Regions from separate parts of the Triticum aestivum genome. Here region 2 is linked to region 1. A link is a contact called in public Hi-C data. All regions are on one chromosome and are shown on one strand. Each heading gives the region's core, a stretch centred on a gene start, on an enhancer-like site or on the middle of the called end of the contact. The rest is flanking DNA. Distances are from core to core; before and after follow the strand shown.

What was found. Hi-C and Micro-C count contacts between places; a contact is called where the count stands out from the background.
Region 2: a contact with region 1 is called in a Hi-C map of leaf, with 4 times the contacts expected there. The contact joins the promoter of LOC123044338 here to the promoter of LOC123044334 in region 1. A contact is called at or near these places in 2 of 5 Hi-C or Micro-C datasets (both in leaf).

Annotation. Positions count from the first base shown.
Region 1 is chr2B:198,163,593-198,166,572 of IWGSC CS RefSeq v2.1, reverse strand. It overlaps LOC123044334 (tRNA (guanosine(18)-2'-O)-methyltransferase), which reads left to right and starts at 1,284. Exons shown (of 6, transcript XM_044467040.1): 1 at 1,284-1,950; 2 at 2,701-2,839. The coding sequence starts at 1,373.
Region 2 is chr2B:198,792,201-198,794,900 of IWGSC CS RefSeq v2.1, reverse strand. It overlaps LOC123044338 (eukaryotic translation initiation factor 5A-2), which reads right to left and starts at 1,382. Exons shown (of 6, transcript XM_044467062.1): 1 at 1,097-1,382; 2 at 831-992. The coding sequence starts at 956.

The sequences.
Region 1 (2,980 bases), core at 35-2,534:
TACCAACATTTTCTTGAATTCCTGGTGAATAAAAACTGGAGACAATAACATTTTTTGAATTTGTGAACAAAAAATTGAAAAAGTGGAAAAATTGAACGGAAAATATATTTTTTTGTAAAACATAAACCATTTTTCTGAATTTGTGAACAAATTATAAAATTCTTAACAACTGTTGAAACCGCGAACATTTTTGAACAAATATTTGAAAATTATAACATTTCATGATATTTGGAGCAAATATTTGAAACCCCAAACTTATTTTTAATTTGTGAACAAAAACTTTAAATTGCAAAATTTCATGAAATTCCGAACAATTTGAAATCATGAACATTTTATAAAGTTCTTGAACATTTTTGGAAACACGAATAGTATCTAATTTCTGACCAAAATTTGTAATCATGGAAAAAGGAACATTTCATGAAATTCCGAACAAAAATTTGATATTGTGAACATTATATGATTTTCTTGAACATTTTCTGAAATGCAAACAATTTTTAAATTTCTGACCAAATTTGTAATCGCGAAAAATGGAACATTTCATGAAATTCCAAACAAAAATTTGAAATTGCAAACATTTTTTGATATTCTTGAACATTTTCTGAAATGCGAACATTTTTTAATTTTGACCAAAATTTGAATTCACCTTCTGAACAATAAAAAGAAGAAACATATTTTGGAGTTCCTGAACATTTTTTCAACTTGTGAACAAAGTTTAAAGATATGATTTTTTTTAATTTCTGCGCATTTTCTATAACAGAACATTTTTTGAATTAATGAACAAAATTTTAACAAAATTTGAAAATTTCGAAAGAAATACTAAAAAGAAAGTCAACTTGAAAAAGAAATAACGAACAAATAAAAGAAATATGAAACAAAAAAGTGAAAAGAAGAAAGAAACATAAAAGAAGAAAAAGAAACAGCTAAATGAAAAAACAAAAACAAAAAAAAAGGGAAACGAGACAAAATCGTTCAGGCACCTTCTAGAAGCTTCCTAAAACCATAAAAAAACCGGAGTTTGATCCTTCTCAAAAACCAGTATATGTGTACACGCTAAACAGCAACATGGTCCGGCACACTACGATCGTTCCGTCGATCTCGACATCTTGACGCAATGTGCGTCCGTTAGTGAATTCCTCAGCACGCCACGGCCCGTATGATTTACGTGCCGTGCAGGCATGTTTAGCCCAGGCCGGCTCGGGCCGGCCCATCTGGCCAGGTTTGATTCTCATGCTTTTCAGCCTCACAGTCACAGGAGGCTTGACCTTCTAGCCCTCACAAACAAAAAAAAAAGGCTTGACCTTCTTCCCGTTCGCGTCTCGGTTCAGAAATCGGAACCCTCAACCAAAACCTGAAACGAGCACCCCACGCAGCAATGGCCTCTAGAACGCTATCCTTCTCCTCGCTGGCCTCCGCCTTCGCCCCCTTCGCCGCGCGCTCCAGACCCCGGCACCCTCCCCTCCGCCTCCTCAGACTCCACCCCAGCTCCGGGCATCTCCTCCGCGCCTCCACCCTCTCCACCGCCGCTGCCCCCGCCCCTGATGCGGACGCGGACGCCGACCCCTACGAGGGCGTCGACACCGTGGAGCATCTCCTTGCCCCAAAGCCCACCTCCCCTGGGGGCGGACGCATGGGCCGCCTCATGAAGATGCAGCGCCGCGCCGACGCCGACGGCCCGGCGGCGGGGCGGGGCAGGTGGTTCCCTTACCTGGACGCGTTCCGGGGAGCGGGGGGCGTGGAGGTGACCAGCCAGGAGGTGGTGGACGTGCTGGAGCCGTACATCCTCGAGCCGCGGCGGGACCGGATCCGCCGCGCCGTCCAGAGCAGGAGCTACGCCGTCTGCCTGGTCGTGGAGGGCCTCACCGACTTTGGTAACGTCTCCGCGGCGTTCCGCTCCGCCGACGCGCTCGGCGTGCAGTCCGTGCACGTCATCTCCTGCGAGGACAACAAAAGGTGCTGAGGTGAAAAGGAACCCGAAATGCTATCTCGGTATTTACTTACAATTAGTTGCCAAATCAGCCGAAATATTGTGAGTGGATGACTCTAATTGATCTGAACTTCGGCACTGTTTTGGGATCGAATGGGCTAGGCTCAATCTTCATGAAATGCTTTCCAGAGTGTAGTTCGTGTTTATTGTTCTCTCCTAATTTGCTCCTTTACCCTCCAATCAGTAGTTCATGTGAGATGGTATTCTTGTGTGTACTTATTTGAGGTGACAAATAGTCGACACTTAGTTTTTGGATTGTGCACTTTATTTTGTTTGTTTCATTAGAAGATTAGCTTGAGCCACACAAATTTCTGCGAAAATAGTTAGAAAGATATGGTTTCCGTCGCACTGTATAATTGTTGGAAAATAATCCCACATGAAGATAATGGTCGGCCATGTTTATGGTTGCCAATTGCAATTGGCAACTAGAGTAGTACTTCTACTCCTTAGCTGTTAACTCGGATGAACGTGAAGAATTCTACTCAAGAATAAATATCTTGTATCACTTAATATTAGTTTCTAGCATGTTACATTGATTTGGTGTTCCAATAAATTTTTCAAGGCTATGCATCAAGAACTCCACATAAATTATTTATTCATTATCTGTATCAAACTCCATAGGTTTCACATCCTTTAACATGGTATATGTCAGTTGATTAGTATAAATAAATAGAAGTTCGTATATTGTCAATGAAGATGCCTCTTGACTATTGCAGGTATAGAGACAACAGGCACGTGAGTATGGGTGCTGAGAAATGGCTCGACATCGAGCTATGGAGCTCACCTGCAGAATGTTTTGATGCTTTGAAAAAGCGTGGTTATCGCATTGCATGTACTAGTTTGGGAAGTGATTCGGTAGTCTCTTGCTCTCGCTCATTTGATCTTACAGTACGGATATACTTTAGGAAATCTATAAACACAGACTTCGCGGTTTCCATCTCAGTTAATGCATTGTGATTTGTTGTTTGCTGTCACAAAGTGTTTTGGTATGCAAAG
Region 2 (2,700 bases), core at 133-2,632, 630 kb before region 1:
AGATAAACATGGATAAATTAGTTTTAGCTTTTGAGTCAATTAACTGTTTGTCCCTTCCAAATTACAACAGAACAAATTTATGATCGATGATTTGTTTGGATAAGTCAAGGCAATAGATAGATTGAGAAAGAAAGGTATTGTTTCCTTCGGAAGTTAGGTCTATGTACATGCAGGAAGCTTAAAATCTCCATCATATTCCATCCAAACATGTCGACAGTGCCCCTTACACTTCGATTACAATCTTAAAGTTCCGACACGGAATAGCCAAATCACCCACTGTACAGATATATAGAGTTTAAAGTGCCCGAGTGGGAATCCCGTTTTGGTTATCAAACTACTTCTCGTACCCCGCAAAATACTAGGAAAATATTATTAAAATTACAGGAATAATGGACGTTAGCAAGTTTAGTTGTACAATAAAACATGTATTTTACAAGTTATCCCATCACATGATTTTTGTTTTTTTGGATCACAGGAAAGGGGATAGTATATCATGTAGCTAAAGCTTCCCCTGTTTCAAGACCCTCCTAATTAATCGTGTACAGTACGTGGCAGATAGTGGCGAACATGGTCAAAATAGCTCCCCTCCCCTATAAATAACAACTCCACCCTTCTCCTTGGGGTCACCACCGATATGTCAACAAGTCAATCCACACTGATACGAAACGGAACCATCCGACGACAGCTCGCAAGCATTCTCAAACAGAAATAGCAGCGTGCGGAGATAACAAAATCAGTATTCCTTCATAGTACGGCGGCCATGAAGAGCAGCATCGGAATTGCGATCACACACACACAACCATCCAGCCGGGATCGAGGAAAATCCATACCTTGCAGGGGCGGTTCTTGATGACGAGGTAGCCGCCCTTCCGGATGGCGCCGGCCTGCATAGGGAAGGTCTTGGACGCCCCCGCATCGGCCTTGGACTCGAAGTGGTGGTCCTCGGAGTCCGACATGGCGACCTTAATCACCCGCTAACTAGCTTCTCGCCCCTGAACAACAGCAAACCAAATCCAAGCAACGAGATTAAGCTTCGAAGCTCCCAAATCAAGAAACCTCGGCCAAATTCGGAACTGAATCGATCCCCCGAATTCACCTGGGCTGGATGGATCACGACGCGCCAGGAGGAGGGAGGGACGGAGGGGCGCTGATGATGATAAGTGATAAGCTCGCGCCGAATACTAGGGTTCGAGCGCATTTATAGCGCTGACAGCGCGTGCTCCGGCCACACCTACCTGCCTACCCTCCCTGCTTGCTGAGGATGACGGTGGGGCCGGAGATGGTCCGGGCCCGCGTCTCGGCGGAAGAGGACTTTTGTCGACGGGTGGAGGGAGAGATCGGGGCCGTCGGTTTGGTTGGAGGATGGCTACAGGTGTACGGCTGCGGAAGGCAGGAATATCTTCGCGTTCGAACCACGCCATGGGGCGGCTCGAGCATCTTCCTCTCTGTTTTTTCTCTGCTTTTCTTCTGCCTTTTTATGGCTTCTTTTCGCTGATCGGTGATCAGAAAACTCAAGTCAAATATCTGATTCCGATAGGATAGGGATTCCTTGGGAGGACGTCACAGTGCACTACTCAGATTGGGATGATTGTTGCGTTGGATTGTGTATTCACATACATGGTTTAAAAAATGTGAATTATTATTTGGCTAAGTGCTTCCCTTGGGAGGGCATGACAAAACGAATGTTTTATGACGTTGTCGTGATGATGGCAACTTCCTTTAACAAGCACGGCAAATCCGATAAAAAACTTGCGACTATGTAAACTGTCATAAAACCGTTTGTTTGTCATGCCCTTTCAGAGAATGTTAGCTGGTTATGAAGATCCTAAAATTAACCGTACTGCCATAATTCTTTCCGCTCTATGAATTGCAAAATTACTTAAATTAAATTTGATAGTATATATCACAATCAATGCACTTATAACACTGGAAAGAGAAACTCAAGCAAGCAAGCAACACTGTATTTGCGAGCACCGATTTGTAGCGGCAAAACCATAGTTGTGTTGATTAGGACAAAGGGCGACTGGTGGAGGGGGTCGGAAAGAGTGGCGATTGGTGGATGCATATTGGGGAGAAGCCACGGCAGGAATTATTTGCACTTGATCGCTTGCCTCGTTTGGTTGTGTCATCATAAAAGAACTACGTACTAACATGTATCTATAATACCTAAATAGCTCATCCCCACTATTATATTTCTTTCGTCATGCAGCCTATCCACCTCATCACTATGCCATGTCAGCGTAAATACTTAGGGCATCTCCAACAGGTTGTATGTTAGTCTTATTGGTAAAATGTCCATGTCATCAACCAACAAGCTATCATACAACTATTTCAATAGGTTGTATGTAAGCTATCCAATAAATTGTGAGAAAATTAATGTGATTGCTCTCTATTTCACCCTGGAGCTTGTGCAAAGGTTGTTGGTTAATCTACATACAACTTTGCTCTCTCTCCATATTTATTACATGCCAAATCATCACTATGTCCTAGGTGGCAAATTAACCAACACCTATCTTACGACTGTTGGAGATGCCCTTACTCAACTTGCTTGTTTTATCGTTATGCGTGTAGAGGCATGTGTGAGGATCAAGGCTCCCTAACTGCCTTATTTACTGTTTTACGGGGAAACCTAAGGGGCATGGTGGGTTCTAAATGGATAAGAGGGATTGGGGTGGAGTAGGGAGTAAACTCAAATCAAAG